Regions from separate parts of the Mus musculus genome. Here all the other regions are linked to region 1. A link is a contact called in public HiChIP or PLAC-seq data. All regions are on one chromosome and are shown on one strand. The core of a region is the stretch at or near the end of the contact, and the rest is flanking DNA. Distances in the headings are between cores, read along the strand shown.

Region 1 (4,728 bases), core at 663-3,162:
GTGTAGATGTTGGGATGGGCCAACTCAGAGCCCTGGATGTGGGCCTGGGTGGTAGCTGAGTTGGTCAGTCCACCAGCTCTCCTGCACCCACACCACCAGGGCAAACTCTCTGCCCCAGTAATTCACCCAATTCTACAGCCAGCAAAGGGCTGGGCCAGCTCTTCCACTCTCATAACCTTGGCCGGTTCACCGTTGCCCACAACATCAGGTCCAGTTCTACTGTACTGCCCAAGCAAGGTGCAGGGCCTGCTCTCCAGAGTGCTGCAGCCAGTGAGGGGCAAGACTAACTCTGCACAGCCCTTGGACATCAACATGGTCCCAGGTCTCAGTCCAGATCAGGGACATCCGCATGGCCTTTGGTAGTAATATGAGCCACAGACATTGACACAGACCCCTGCAGCTGCAAGGCCATAGACCCAGACTTGGTGCTCAGTAGCAGTGCTCACGGAGTGGGACTTCACCATGGCCTCGTGTGGCAGGGTAGACCACTCACATCAGGTTGTTCCTCACCACCCTCACATCTCCAGTTCCCCCTTTCTTCATAGAGCTCAAACTGTTCACCTTCCTTCTCTCTCCCATCTCTCCGCCACTTGCACATCACAGTGGCTCCCACTGTGGTTGGGCCATGCGGTGCTCAGGCCTGTGGGTATCTTTCCTAGTGTTAAATTTCTTCATGGCCAGGGCTAGAGAGATGGCTCAGCGGTCAAGAGCACTGGAGGCTCCTCCTAAAGGACCTGGGGTTCAATTCTCAGCACCCACACGGCAGCTCACAACTGTCTGTAGTTCCAGTACCCCTAGTTCCAGTTCCCCATTGCTGGGGAATCTGACACCCTCCCATACACATACCAGCAGGCAGAACACCAATGCACATAAAATAAGAATAAATAAGTAAAAAAAAATTTCACGGTCCTAAGTTTGCTTGTTTGTGTAAAATACTATCTTCTCATTGGAGGAGAAACTGGGGATGACTTATGGGTAAGTTTCTTCAGTTTGCCCTCAGATGAGGGAGAGAGAGACAGACAGACAGAGACAGAGACAGAGACACACACAGGGAGACAGAGACAGAGAAAGAACAGCAAATTATTAGGAATTGAGGATTTATGGATAAGTCTTATAACTTTAAGCAGAATTCAAAAATTTCAAAATGATATTTTGGGAGACCCGTGACCGCTTGATCGTGGAGTACCTCTGCTCATTTTCTTCTTCCTTTCTTCCTCCCTCGCTCCCTCTCTATTTCCTTCATCTTTCCCTCTCCTTCCCTCCCTCCCTCCCTCCTTCCCTCACCCCCTCCCTTCCTTGTTGCAGTTCTGGCTGGGCGAGGGGTGTCTGTCAGCTCCCCCTGTTGCTCTAACCTTAATTTCCAGACCCTTGGGCGATGTCTTTGGTGATGCACTGGCTCAGACCCAGCTTCCCGGATTGAACACTGGGTCCCCTAGGGTCCTCACCTTCGCCTTGTGAATCTGACCCTCCACCCCCCTCCCTCCCCGCCCCCCCGCAGGCAAAGACTCACACAGAAGCATTCCCTTGTAATTCAGAAAAAAACCTCGGAAAATTGAAACCCATGCCTCTGCTCTCCAAGCTCCGATCTAGCAACCCTCCCGAGACACTTGGCCTCCCCAGTGGCTTCAGCTGGACCCACTTCTCCTCCACCGTCCTGGGCCATCCCTACCACGGGCTCTGTGTTCGTGCTCCTGGCCGGGACAACACTTTGGCACCTGGGTCCTCAGACAGTCAAGACACTTAGCCTCTCAGATAATTAAGAAGGTTCCAATGCAGGCCCCACGGGGGTTAGTCAGGGCTAAGGGATTATCGAAGGCTTCTGAAGTGGATAAGGCTGTGACCTGGATAACTTGCCTCTCTTCCCCTGCCCTCCCCACTGGAATGCGCTGGGTGGCTGCCCAGGGCCCTGCTGCAGAGGGGCCTGTGCTGTGCCAGCCTCTGCTTTTGCTGGACTTTCTGCCACCATGAAGGCTGCTGGGGGCTGAGCGGGATGCTTGCTGGCCAGAGTTCATTGCGTGCTCCCATGATCAGAGTCTGTCCTCCTGTGTTGCAGCTTGTAGACCCTGATGCTTGTGCTGCCGGCCATAAACGCAGGGATCCAGACTCTGTCTACTGAGGCTGCTCCTAGGAACGGGCCCTGGGAACAGGCGCTGAGACCAGGCTACAAAGGTCAGTGACTGGGAGGGAAGATCCCAAAATGGAGGGGCAGTGGGCTGGAGAGAGAGCATCTGGGCAGGTGGAGTCTGGAGAACCCGAGAGGGGTTTGGGGAGCAGTGGGCACAGCTTCTGACAGAGGAATCTTCTAGGGTCTCAGGATCCCTTATAAGCCGTTTGTCAGACCAGGGCTAGGGTAGTTCCTGAGAGCAGTCATGTCTAAAGTAAGGGTACTCAGTATGGCCATTCCTAAAATGAACTAAGGCAGGACAGGGTTATAAATGGGGTGGATTGTGACTCCTGCTTACAGCCATCTGAAGGCTAGCCCAACTTTCTCATGTTTATTATGTACATGTTTGTGTGGTATATATACACATGTGTACAGGTACACATGTGCATGTATGTGTATGCATGTGGAGGCCATTTTGCTTCTCCAACTCATTTTTTGAGGCAAGGGGCTCTCGCTGAACCCGGAGCTCATGATTGAACACACTGGCCATCTACTTGCCTCCCCAGTGCTGGGATGGCAGCCACACACCCTGTACCTGAGATCTTGTTTTATTTACATGGGTTCTGGGGAGCAAGCTTAGGTCTATACCCTTGGCATGCTTGTATAGATGGATAAGCCATCTCTTCAACCCTGGATTTTTTTTTTTTAAATCCAAACCACAAGTGAACATTCCCCTTTGGGGAAAAGATGGGGAAAAGAGTTGGGCAAAGAGTTCATTCACATCTAATTAACCCCTCCCTCCCTAACTCCTGCATGCCAGCCACCTAGGGCACAAACCAAACAATCTAGAAAAGGGCGCCATGCCATTGCCAGCCCATACAAGGGGAGCTTTCTCCTCCCTCCAGCGCCCTTCCAATGTCTCCCTCCATTCCCTGAACAGTCCGATCTGGAAGGTTATTTGGCCTTGACCAAGGTTCAGCTCAGAGCTGAAGTACCCTGTGACCCTGAGGAGCCAGTTCTGATCTGCAAGGGACAATACCGCTAAGGGAGAAGTGACCAGCTCGCCACAGGCCTTCACTGTGGTGGTGATTTGAGTCAGGCAACGCTCCAGACCAGAAGTGGATGCCCCACCCACTCAAGGACAGGCTGTACTTATAGCCAGAGGAAAGGAAGTGGGGTGGGAAAGCCAGGGAGGGGCAGCCTGATTGGCCACAACTCACCGAGCTGTGAGCATCCGGTCAGAACAGTAGGGAGTTTGTCATGGCCCAAGTTCTGGATCTTAAAAACAAACTGAACCAGCCAACCAAACCAAATCCCCAAGCCTTCAGCCCAGATATTCACATAGGCAAGGACTTTGGACTTCTTGCGTTGAGAATATCTTTTAATTTTTCCACTACCACACTACCATGGATTCATTGTACAGAATGGTGAATTTCATAATAACACACTAATTTTTTTATTACCTTATTTATTTTTGTGGAGTGTGGAGACTTTCCCAAGCTACTGTGTGTGTGTGTGTGTGTGTGTGTGTGTGTGTGTGTGTGTATCTGAGGACAACATGTGGGAGTCAATACTCTCCTACCACCATGTGGGTCATGAGGATTGAACTCAGGGCCTCAGGTTTGGTTGCAAGCACCTTCACCCACTGAGCCATCTTGCCATAATGTCTCACTATGACATTCTTACAGATGTCACATACTCTGTACGTATTCACCACCCAGTAGCTGTTCTTGTCTCTCTTCCTTCCTCTCCTGGTCCTTTATCTGGTCTCAAACAGTCCCCCTTCCTGTTTCATGCAATATAGATAACTATAGATAAATGCTGATTGATAGATAGATGGATAAATAGATCCCACGTACAATAGAAAATGTCCTATTTATCTTTGTGTTCCTGTCATTTTCACTTAACTTGGTTATTTCCAAGTCAGTCAACTTTCCTGCAGACAATGCAATGTTCTTCTTTATGGCCGAATATCTCGGCATTGTGCGTATCTGCCATTCTTCTGTTGGTGGGCCTCTAGCTGGGCCCCATTACTTGTTGGGTGAGCTACTATTCTTTGAGGATAGATTTTTATTTATGTGTCAAAGTTTAGTCTACTGCTTACAGAGAAGACCTTGATCCAAATTTTATGGGGGCGGCATTGGACAAAACCTTTGGTTTAACAACATGGGGGCGCGTATCACAGCATAAGCTAATGAGGTTCCAGGGCACCTGGAGTCAGAGGCTTTGAAGTGAAGGCTGAGGCGGATTCACAGGAAGGCGTTTGGCTAAGGAAGACCTGGCTTGCTTGTTTGTTCAGCTTGTGGGTAGACTCCTACCCCAGGGCCTTAGCACCTGTGCTTCCTGCCTGGAGGATTCTTAAGATAGCCCCATGCCTGCCTCCCCACAGCTGTGTTTAGATAGTCACTAAGTAGTTATTGAAGGACGAGGGTGCTGTACCTAGAAAGATACACCCCCAAATCTTTTCTTTCTCCTAGCATAAGATTTCTAGGGAAATTTTGATTTTGTGGGCTCCATTGCTTCAGCAGTCTGATAGCCAAAGGGAAGCGTATGAATGCCTACACATTCCTCCCAGGCCGGCGACAATGGTGTACCTGAGCCTGTGATTAGGTGTGGCCTTGACG
Region 2 (4,728 bases), core at 636-3,135, 380 kb after region 1:
TGGTTTTCTGGGTTGTTTGTTTGTTTGGTTGGTTGGTTGGTGTCCCTTGAACTCAGAGACCCACCTGCCTCTGCCTCGTTACACTGGGAACTTCTGATCCAATCCTTTTCACTGCAGAACTCCACGGTTTTGTTTCTGAGCCCTTACTGAAACCAACCTGGTGATAAGACTTGGGCTCCAAAGTCCATCTTCCATACAACTGCCAGAACAAGTCTTTGGCTGATGGACTGTGAAATTCCAGCCAGCATAACACCACCACCATGCGCTGGGCAGCTACTGCTCGTCACACGCTGAGGTAAGAACCGAGAGATGAAGATGATCCCCCCGCCCTTTCAAGGTTCGTCAGCTTGACAGGTGCCACAGAGCAAGGCGGTCAACTAAGAAAGGAGGACAAAAAGTGTCGTGTTGCTGGAGTTCCAGGCAGAGCTGTGCCACGGTACCCATAAGAGCCAGCCTCAGCCACCAGTCCTCAACAAGCCAACTACAAAAGCTAAATTAACAGCGACAAGCCAGTGAGGGCGAAGACCCCTGGGGGCTCCGCTCCACCCCAGCTTTATCTCTGGGTCCTAACACAAAAGCAAGGGCCTTTCACATCTTTACCTTATTACTTTTTATTATATGGGTGGTTTTGCCTGCATGCATGTCTGTGTATCACATACATGCCTGGTACCCAATAGAGGCCAAAAGATCACCTGGGACTGGAGACAAAAATAAAACAGAGACGGAAATGTGCCGTCTGAGCTGTTAAGTGCAACCCTCAAATGAGAATGTAGTTTTAAAGTAACTATAATATACAAAGAAATGACTGTAGAAACCTGGAGCGGAGCGGTTAAATAGATGAGCCTTTAAGTTCTCTGTTCTCCAAATGAGCCTCTAAGTTTGCTGTTCTTCACGTTGGAATCACCCCTGCCTTACATATCTTCACATCCTCCATCTCCGACCCAAGTATCACCTTGTTTAAAATGGCGACGCCCCCCTGTCAATGGCCATAATCTAGAATCACTTGGAAAGAGTGTCTCAACAAGGAACTGTCTATATTGAGTCAGCCTGTGTAGGCATAGCTGTTTAGACACTGTCCTGATAGCTCTAACTGAAGGGGGGAAACTCGCTGTTGTGTTGTGACTGACACCATTCTCTAGGTCTGGGCTCTGGACTGTTTAATAGTTGTTTCTCTCGACTCAGACGTGATTTGCAGCTGACTCAAGTTCCTGGCCTGGACTTCCCCGCGATGATGAATGGTAACCTGAAACTACAAACGAAATAACCCTTCTCCCTCTCCTAAGCTGCTTTCTGTCAGATATTTTACTATAGCAAAAGGAACGGAACTCTCCGTTTCCCTATCTTTCCGCTTTTCTCTGCCCTACTCCAACCCGATTCTCGCCCTATCACACGATCCAATTACGTGTAGGCGTGTGGTTGACCTAGAATGCACTGTGCACCAGGACAATGGCCTGTTTTTCTCACTACCTGGTGCCCAGCAGGTTTTCGAGAAACAGTTTTACAGCACTGCAATAACGTCCAGTGACACTGAGGGTCACTGGGGGGGGGCAGCCTCGCTGCAGCAGGTGCCCGGGATCCCCTCTGGCTGCGCGTCGTCTGGGGCCCTGTGGCTCCCCGGTGCGCCCCGGCGCGAGCTGCCAGTGAGACCGGGCTGCCCACCCCACCCCCCGCACTGACCTTGAGTTCCTGCGCGACCTGGGCCTTCTGCCGGTATATGGAGTACAGTACGGCGGTGACCATCGAACTGGTGCCCAGCAGGATGACCTGGCCGAGCGACGGTCGCGAACCGCTCTCCATGGCGACCCCAAGCCGCACCAGCCGCCTCGAAATCACCTGCGACCCCTACGCAGCCGCGCAGCCCTTCCCGGAACCCGTCGCCCGTCGATGACGTAAAAACCGGAAGTGGAGGACGGGGGTGGAGCAAAGACGTTGCCTAGGTGGTTGCGACGTTACTGCGGCCTCCTGGGAAACCGGTGGGGCTGGCTGTGGTCACGTGGGAGCTCTCCCTCCGGGTTTCTAGACGTTCTTGCTCCGTTATTGTTAAATGACATCTAATTTATCCTATGAGAGCGTGCCTTGGTGCACCTATAGAGGGCAGGACTCGATCTGAGCGTCCCGGTTTCTCCTACTTTATGGGTCCTTGGGATGGAACTCAAGTTCTTAGCCATGGTGGCAAAGCACCTTTACTCACTGGTCTGTTTCTCCAGCCCTTGCTGGATTATTTGATGTCGCCGCCGTCAGATGGGGAGCTGAGTAAAACGCGTGTTCAGCACCAAGAAGTGTTAGGCTTTAAGCTATCGGAGAACCTTGAAACCTGGCTTTTAAAGATGAAGAAACTAGCCCGGCGTGGTGACGCACACCTTTAATCCCAGCACTTGGGAGGCAGAGGCAGGCGGATTTCTGAGTTCGAGGCCAGCCTGGTCTACAAAGTAAGTTCCAGGACAATACAGAGAAACCCTGTCTCGAAAAACCAAAAAAGAAGAAGAAGGAGGAAGAGGAAGAAGAAGAAGAGAAGAAAGAAGAAGAAAAAAGAAACTGGGGCCAGAGGGGATGGAGAACATGGTCGGAGCCATACTGCAAAGGAGAGCTGGAGAAAAATTAGTCCAGCTTCAAAGCCCTCAACCACTACACCAGTTGAATTGATTCTACACCAGTTGAATCGCGAAAATAGCTCTTAATCTACTGCCACGCCACCCCCAAAACAGCATACTGCTTATTTAATAATAACAGCAAATATTTTTATTGAGTGACTATTATATGCCTTGTACTGTAGTTCGTATTTCTTAGGCCTGGCCTGTGTTTCACTCCACTATCTAGGGACCAAACCCAGGGTTTCAAGTGTTCTTCCACTTAGCTCCGTCCCAGTCACTCCAGACCAGCATTTGATGCATTCAACCACTGCCACAGTAGAGTTTCAGGAGAGGAAACTGAGGCTTCGGTTAAGAAATACACACAGTCCAGCACTCAGGAAGCAGAGGAAGGCAGACCTCTGAGTTCAAGGCCAGCCTGGTCTACAGAACGAGTTCTAGTACAGTTGGGACTACACAGAGAAGCCTTGTCTCAAAAAAACAAGTGGTGGGGAGAATATAAATACACTCAGACCTTTAACTAAAAATGATAATGGGCTTCAACCCAGGTGACCTTTGGAGAACTCGTCCAACTCCTCTCAGACATCAGAGTCGCCGCAAGTCTTAGCCAGCACATCTGCCTGCAAAGCCTGGGTTCTCCTTGCAGTGTCCTATAGGTTATCCTTTAAATTCCTCAAAATAGACCTAATGATATTCATTGGAGTGCTTTTTAAATAACAAAAGAATAAAAATGATCTAATTCCAATAGTCAGTTGGTTGAATAAAATTTGAAACGTTTGTTGAGGCAGGAAAAACGTTGGGACAGGAAAAAGAAGCACGTTTCTCAGCAATTTGGTCAAAGGCTCTTGCCAGAGAAGAATTCCAGCATAAGGGTGCTAAGACAGCTAGCCGGTAAAGCTCTGCGCTTGCTGTCCAACCTGAGTTCAGTCCCTGGGACCCACGGGATGGAAGGAGAACCGACTGTCAAACACGGTCCTCTGATCTCCGCTCACAGGCTATGGCGTGTATATTGCCAACATGTGCACAACAAATAAATAAATGTAAAATATAATTCCAGCAAAATTAATAATTGCCCAAGGCCTTCCTCCCTTCCCAGCAGTAAACCTGCGATTTTCTAGGAATTTCACCAGAAACCTCATTTGCGGAAAACCTGCAATGTACCAGCTCCCTTCTGCAACCCTAGGGTTCTAAATCGGAATTCTATCCAAGGCAACTGCAATCTCACATATCAAATGACAGGGAGGGGCTTCTTAGCAACTGCTTGAGATGTAGCATGAGAGCCACCTAATGGGTCTAGCTAATGGTAAGCCAGTCAATTGCCATGTTCCCCTGGGGAACCTATTCCCACACTTGGGTGTGTCTTCTCAATGCTTCCTCTAACCCTCAAGATATCTATAATAAAAATCTCCAACTCTGTCTCATTATACTGACTGGCCCTGGAACACTTTTTTTTTTTTCGTTGAAGCCAGGAATCCATTTGATCTGAGTTGAAGTCCCTAAAAGTCTAGGGAAACTCTGCTGTGGGTGACAGTGGGGAGCTGTGTCTCTGTCCCCAGATCCCTGATATCTATGAGTTGAAAAATGAGAAGGCAGACTGCAAATGTGTCTGAATAGGATTCTATTTTTGGTTTCCTTTGCTGTTGTTGAGACAAGATCTCACTGTGTAGTGCTCACTAGCTTAGGACTCACTGTCCTCAAACTCAGAGATTCTCTACCTCTGCCTGCAGAGTAATGGGGTTAAAGATACACTCCTCCATGCCCAACAACCCTATTTACTTTTAAAAGAATGGAGAAGAATACTGCTTTTATGTTCCTTTTGTTTTTGAGTCAGAAGCTCAGATAGTACAGACCAGCCTTCACCTCAATAAGTAGCCAGTGATGACTTTTGAACTCCTAATCTTCTTGCTTGAAGGGCTTTTCAAGTGCAAGAATTACAACCCTGTGTCACTCCTAGCTTAGAAGAGAATGTTTTTGGGTCTCTAGAATGATTCACAAAAGGCTGATCATATTTAGGGTTTTTCTTTTTTTTCTTCCATAGAAGGAAACTGGTTCCTGGAGAATGTTGGCCTCAGCTTCATGATCTTTTGGGAGGTTACGATCCAAAACCTTTTGAGTTGAGGAAGGACATGATCCAACCTGT
Region 3 (4,728 bases), core at 1,468-3,967, 360 kb after region 1:
CCACACAGGACTCAGAGCACAGGGGACAAAAGGAAACCAAAATGCCTTTTGGCGGTTCAAGATATTTGGCACTCTTGTGATTACATTTGTTGTTTGTTTTTGTTTTTTTTTTACAGTCCATTAAAGAGAATGGATAAAGTGACACAATATTGAAGAAGAAAGAGGGGTTCACTCAACAGAGCCCCCAGGGAGGCTAGAAAAAGCTCAAGCAAGTTTGTCTTTGTTTTTCTTCTTCTTCTTTCTGACATATAAAACCCACTGTTGGTGTTAACCTGGGCAAAGAGCTGTACTGCAACAAAGAAGCGCAAGCTTTTCAGTTGTCTCTCGAAAACAAGACCAGGAAGGGGCCTTCCCAAAGCATCAGTCCGTAGAAAAGTTACTTTCTGCTTTAAAATGGGGTTCATTCAAAGATGACCCAAGTACAACAGTATCTACAGAGGTCATTCCCCTGCCCCCAATTTTCTTTTGTACATCCAAGAATAAACAACATTAAAAAAAAAAAACTGGACTAGACCGCATGTCACATCCAAGTGCACAGATGAAATTATGTAAACATTGGGAACAGCCAAATCAGCAGAGAAGGCAAGCACCTTCACGTGGTCGGTGCTGCTTTCGGGAAGTGGTTCAAACTCCAGAGCTATAATTGCACAATATTTACCATATATAAAAAGAAACAGGTATTAATCTTGACAAATAGCTGCAACTGAGACTTTTTTCTTTTATATGTGTGTATATAGTGATTTTTATTTTTTTTATTTTATTTTTTTACTTTTTGTGTGTTTTTTTTTAACTTTTGTTTTTGTAGAGGAGCCCAGAGCCACCGCTACCGCTGCTACCACCACCACCACCACCTCCACCACCTCCACCTCCTCCTCTTCCTCCTCCTCCTCCTCTCCACCTCATCTGTCTCCCGGCCTGACTTGAGACACAAGTTGTCGATTTCATCGCAGGTAGCAAGCTATTAATAAATTTCAAAGTGCTTTCTCCCTCCTCCTCCTCCTCGTGCTTTTTGTCAGTAACTGTCACAGCCCGCCACTCTTCTTATTCTTTCCCTCAACACATTGTCTTTGGGGCAGTTAGACACCAGGGGGTGCCTTGTCGGTCATGGTTTTCAGCACGTCATCAATCCTATCATCTTCAATAACAACTGCAAAAAAAAAAAAAAAAAAAGGGGGGGGAGGGGAAGAGAAATGTGAGAGAGCTTGGGCTAGCCAGGGGTCGCAGATACTTTGTCTATCCCCATTATGGAGGTGCAGGGGAGGGCGAGGAAGGAAGGCTGGCTGTTCCAAGCAGGGTGAACAGCCCCATTGCCCTAGGCTCCCTTCCCTGCCTGGTTCTGAACTGCCCCACTGCCTAGCCCTCATCCTAGATGGATTCTAAGAAGGAGCAAGCCAGAGGGAGCCATCCCAGCTCGACTGCAACCCGATGCAACCCTTTACAAAGAAGTCTCCTAGGCTGATTCTTAAGGAGAGAAAGGGAAACTGAGGTCTTCAGATCACTGGTGGCGGTAGCCCAGGCCGGGTTCAAAGATGCCCGGAGCAGGAAGGAAAGCTGGGGTAGGTTCCCACGCCGATCAGCGGCTGCAAAGTTTAGGCCTGGCCTGAACGGGTGTCCCCCTCCCGTTCTCCCTTCCCCGTTCCCCGGTCTGTAGCCTCCGCCCCTCCGCTCTCTGTGCCACCGCAAAGGGCAGAACCTCCCTTCGCTGCCGCCTGGGGCTTTACCTTCAGTTGCCTCTTCCGCCTGCCTCACTGCCTCCACTGGCCTCTCTCAGTCCCTCCACCGGTCCCTGTACTGGATGATCAGATCACCTGTCCAGAACTCTGGGTCTCTACCCGTAGGTCTCCTTGTCTGTCACCCTCATTGTTCCAGCACTTCAGCGTCCTCCCTAGACTTGAGTCCCAGGCTCCCTTACAGCTCCCTCGCTTTAGCTCTCAGCCCACCTCGGTCTCCCGACCATCTCCCCACTTCACCTCGCCACCCCAGTCTTTTCCGGCAGCACCCTGAGTCTCGGTTTCCCTGGGGCTTCTCCAACTCCAATATCTCAGGCTAGACCACCCTTCTCCCCTCTGCCAAGTAACAGTGAAAAGCCAGTGCGACCTGAATGCTCCTCGCCCTTCCCCGCGGGAGTTAAGGTCCTTCCCCTGCAGCGCCCCACGCAGACCCCTAAGAAGCTCCAGGACCCCTTACCCCAGGGTGGCCGAGCAGAGAGAGTGCAGATGCGACTCCACTGCGCAAAAAGGGGGAGGGGTGTGAAACCTAAAAGCAAACTTTGGTGCGGTTGAGGACGCGGGTATAACCTTTGGGCCTCGGCAGCAAGTAGAGGCTACCACGCCCCCGGGTGACCCCGCTGGTGGCCCGGACAAGCGGGGACTCTTGCCCGAGGCCTGATCCAGCTTCCGCCGCAGGAGGGATCCCTAGATCTCGCAGATGGTCCTCCTACTACCGCGGGGACCCCTGAGCCCCAGCCAGGCTGCAGCACCAGCACCGCAGGGGGTAAGGGGCGGGGAACTCACCGCGCTTGCTCCGGCCGATCTGGCCCAGCTTGGGAGGCCGCTTGCTCTGCCCAGCCCCGAAGAAGTTGTTGGTGTCCTGCAGGCGGCACGAGAAGATCTGGCCCACGTCGCCGCCGTCGCCGTAGGGGCTCAGCTTCTCGTCGCCGTAGGGCAGCACCTCCGACATGGTCGCGTCCGGGGGCTCCGAGGCGGCACCTCCTCCGCCCGCGTCCCCGCCCGCGGAGGACAGGGTCAGCGGCGCTGGGGCCGGGGATGGCCGGCCGGGGACGGCCCTCGGGGCTGCCGCGGCGCTGGGGCCGGCGAGAGGCCGGGGAGGGACACCGCTTGGGGCAGGAGCGCGCAGCCCGCGCGAGCGACCCAACGAGCGCCCGCAGCTGAGCTGCGCTGCGCTCGGGCTCCGCGCGCGAGTGGCTGCTGCTCCGGCAGCGGCGGGCAGGACTCACATCCTCGGCGCTCTCGGGCGCGGGGCGGGGGCCGAGCCGGGCGGGGCCGCGACGCGCGGGGAGGAGGGTGTCCCTGCGAGCCCGGAGGGCGCGGGACCGAGGTGGGCGCACCCCGGGGAGCGCGCGGGCCAGTCCTGCCGCGGATGCGGGCGGCGGCAGCGGCGGCGACTCGGGGACTGTGAAGCAGCGAGCGGCCGAGGGGGAGGGGAGCAAAAAGGAGGGAGGGCAGGGGGAGGAAACCCGGAGGGAGGGAGGGAGGGAGGGAAGAAACCGAGAGGGCGACGGGGAGAAAAACAGAAAGACAGAAGAAGGCAAGGGGAGCGGCGGGAGGAGGGAGGGTGAGGAAGGAGGGAGAAAAAGAAAAGGGGGGAGACTAGATTTGGATCGGAGAGGCAGAGCGGAGAAGCGAAAGAGGGAAAAATAGAGGGTCGGAGAAGGAAGGAGGAGAGAGGGGGGACAGAGGGAGGCAGGGACGAAGGAGCAGCCTGCGAGCTGCTAGGGAGAATGCCAGCCCAGGCTGAAAGCGAGGCGCCAGAGGAGGGAGGGAGGAGGGGACCCGTGGGCCTCGGGGAGAGATCCCTGGAAGCTAAGCGACGTCACGGGGCCGCGCCGGACCGCGGCTGGCTTCCTGCCCCCGCCCCCGTTCCCTCCGTCCCGCCTGCGCTGAGGGGCCCCGGTGCGCCCCGCCCCGCCCCGCCCCGCCCCGCACGGCCCGCGCCCCTCCCGCGCGGTGTTTACCCGACCCGGAGCCTGTGCGCGCCGGCTCGGCTGGCTGTGACTCCCGAGGGGAACCCGAAGCAGTGGGAGGGGAGGGGACCGAGGACGCACCGGCCGGGAAGGACGCGGATGCTGACCTCCCTGGAGGCCAGTTACAGAGGTCAAGGATCGGAGCGTACTGGGCCACCCGCGGGCACTCCTCTCCCTTCCCCCACCACACTTGTGCCCCACTTAGACCCTGCCGGGCATTCCTCTATCCCCGTGCCCACTGGATCTGCCAGGAAGGCCTTTTTCTCACTTCTTGTCCCTCTGTGCGGGGGCCCTGGCTCCCCCCGCACCAACCCCGGGGACAAGAAGGAGGGGAGGAGGGGGCAGCCCCGCCTCCCGCGGGATAGGGGAGAGCCTCATTACTCTGGGCTTGCCCGGGATGCCCGGCTCCTAGAGCCCTCTGACTCGCTGGGGACGCCCCGGGCCTGCAGCCCTTTGCCCTCCGGGACCTCTCTTATAACAACAGTCTTAATAAAGCTCTGGAGAGATACTGCAGCCTCAAAACCCGGAGCGTGCTCCTGCACCCTGGGAGGGAGACCCGGGAAGCCCAGGAGGCCTGGCAGGCGCATCTGTCTGCCAGATGGTAACTTCAAGGGGGCAAGGTGCGTGAGGAGTGCTCATTATCCTCGCCTGAGCCTGGAGCACCTGCTCTCCCCAAGGAGACCAGACCTGCTCAGCAGAGCTGGCCTAACCCCAGCGAGGGGTAACCAGTCCAAGGTCAGCAGCCTGCAGGAGAGAGGCAGGGCTAGGAAGCTAATCCTTGTCATTAGGCTCCTAACTCACCTAGCACCCCGCCCCCTCGCCGGAGAGCAGGGGAGGGGGTTGCCATCAGCCAGGGATGACGCAGCCTAGAACCCGTGCCCCCTCCCCCCAATGTTAAAGGGCTGGCTGGTTTCCAGAATCCAGACCTCAGGATGCGAAGACGAAGGGGTGGAGAAATAGATTGTGACAGGTGGAATAAACTTGACTTCTGGGTACAGGCCCGATCTTGAACCCCAACCCTGTGC

Evidence for each region. HiChIP or PLAC-seq counts read pairs in DNA pulled down with a chosen protein or histone mark.
Region 2: an H3K4me3 HiChIP or PLAC-seq map of embryonic basal ganglia shows a contact between it and region 1, with 4 times the contacts expected there. The contact joins the promoter of Mul1 here to the promoter of Pla2g5 in region 1. A contact is called at or near these places in 4 of 39 promoter capture datasets (cranial neural crest, frontonasal cranial neural crest, hippocampal neurons and 1 more), 1 of 15 datasets of contacts at CTCF or cohesin (embryonic stem cells), 3 of 484 Hi-C or Micro-C datasets (embryonic stem cells and nephron progenitors) and 17 of 115 datasets of contacts at active chromatin or transcription factors (the 230-238 cell line, bone marrow-derived macrophages, embryonic basal ganglia and 8 more).
Region 3: a contact with region 1 is called in an H3K4me3 HiChIP or PLAC-seq map of neural tube, with 5 times the contacts expected there. The contact joins the promoter of Camk2n1 here to the promoter of Pla2g5 in region 1. A contact is called at or near these places in 7 of 39 promoter capture datasets (the 3T3-L1 cell line, the C10 cell line, the HPC-7 cell line and 5 more), 1 of 15 datasets of contacts at CTCF or cohesin (embryonic stem cells), 2 of 484 Hi-C or Micro-C datasets (both in embryonic stem cells), 17 of 115 datasets of contacts at active chromatin or transcription factors (craniofacial prominence, embryonic basal ganglia, embryonic forebrain and 7 more) and 3 of 9 other capture datasets (adipose tissue, liver and macrophages).

Annotation. Positions count from the first base shown.
Region 1 is chr4:138,816,441-138,821,168 of GRCm38.p6, reverse strand. It overlaps Pla2g5 (phospholipase A2, group V), which reads left to right and starts at 1,912. Exons shown (of 5, transcript NM_011110.4): 1 at 1,912-2,169.
Region 2 is chr4:138,431,829-138,436,556 of GRCm38.p6, reverse strand. It overlaps Mul1 (mitochondrial ubiquitin ligase activator of NFKB 1), which reads right to left and starts at 1,885. Exons shown (of 4, transcript NM_026689.3): 1 at 1,678-1,885. The coding sequence starts at 1,797.
Region 3 is chr4:138,453,137-138,457,864 of GRCm38.p6, reverse strand. Camk2n1 (calcium/calmodulin-dependent protein kinase II inhibitor 1) reads right to left here and starts at 2,717. Exons shown (of 2, transcript NM_025451.2): 1 at 2,514-2,717; 2 at 1-1,147. The coding sequence starts at 2,679. The coding sequence ends at 1,077.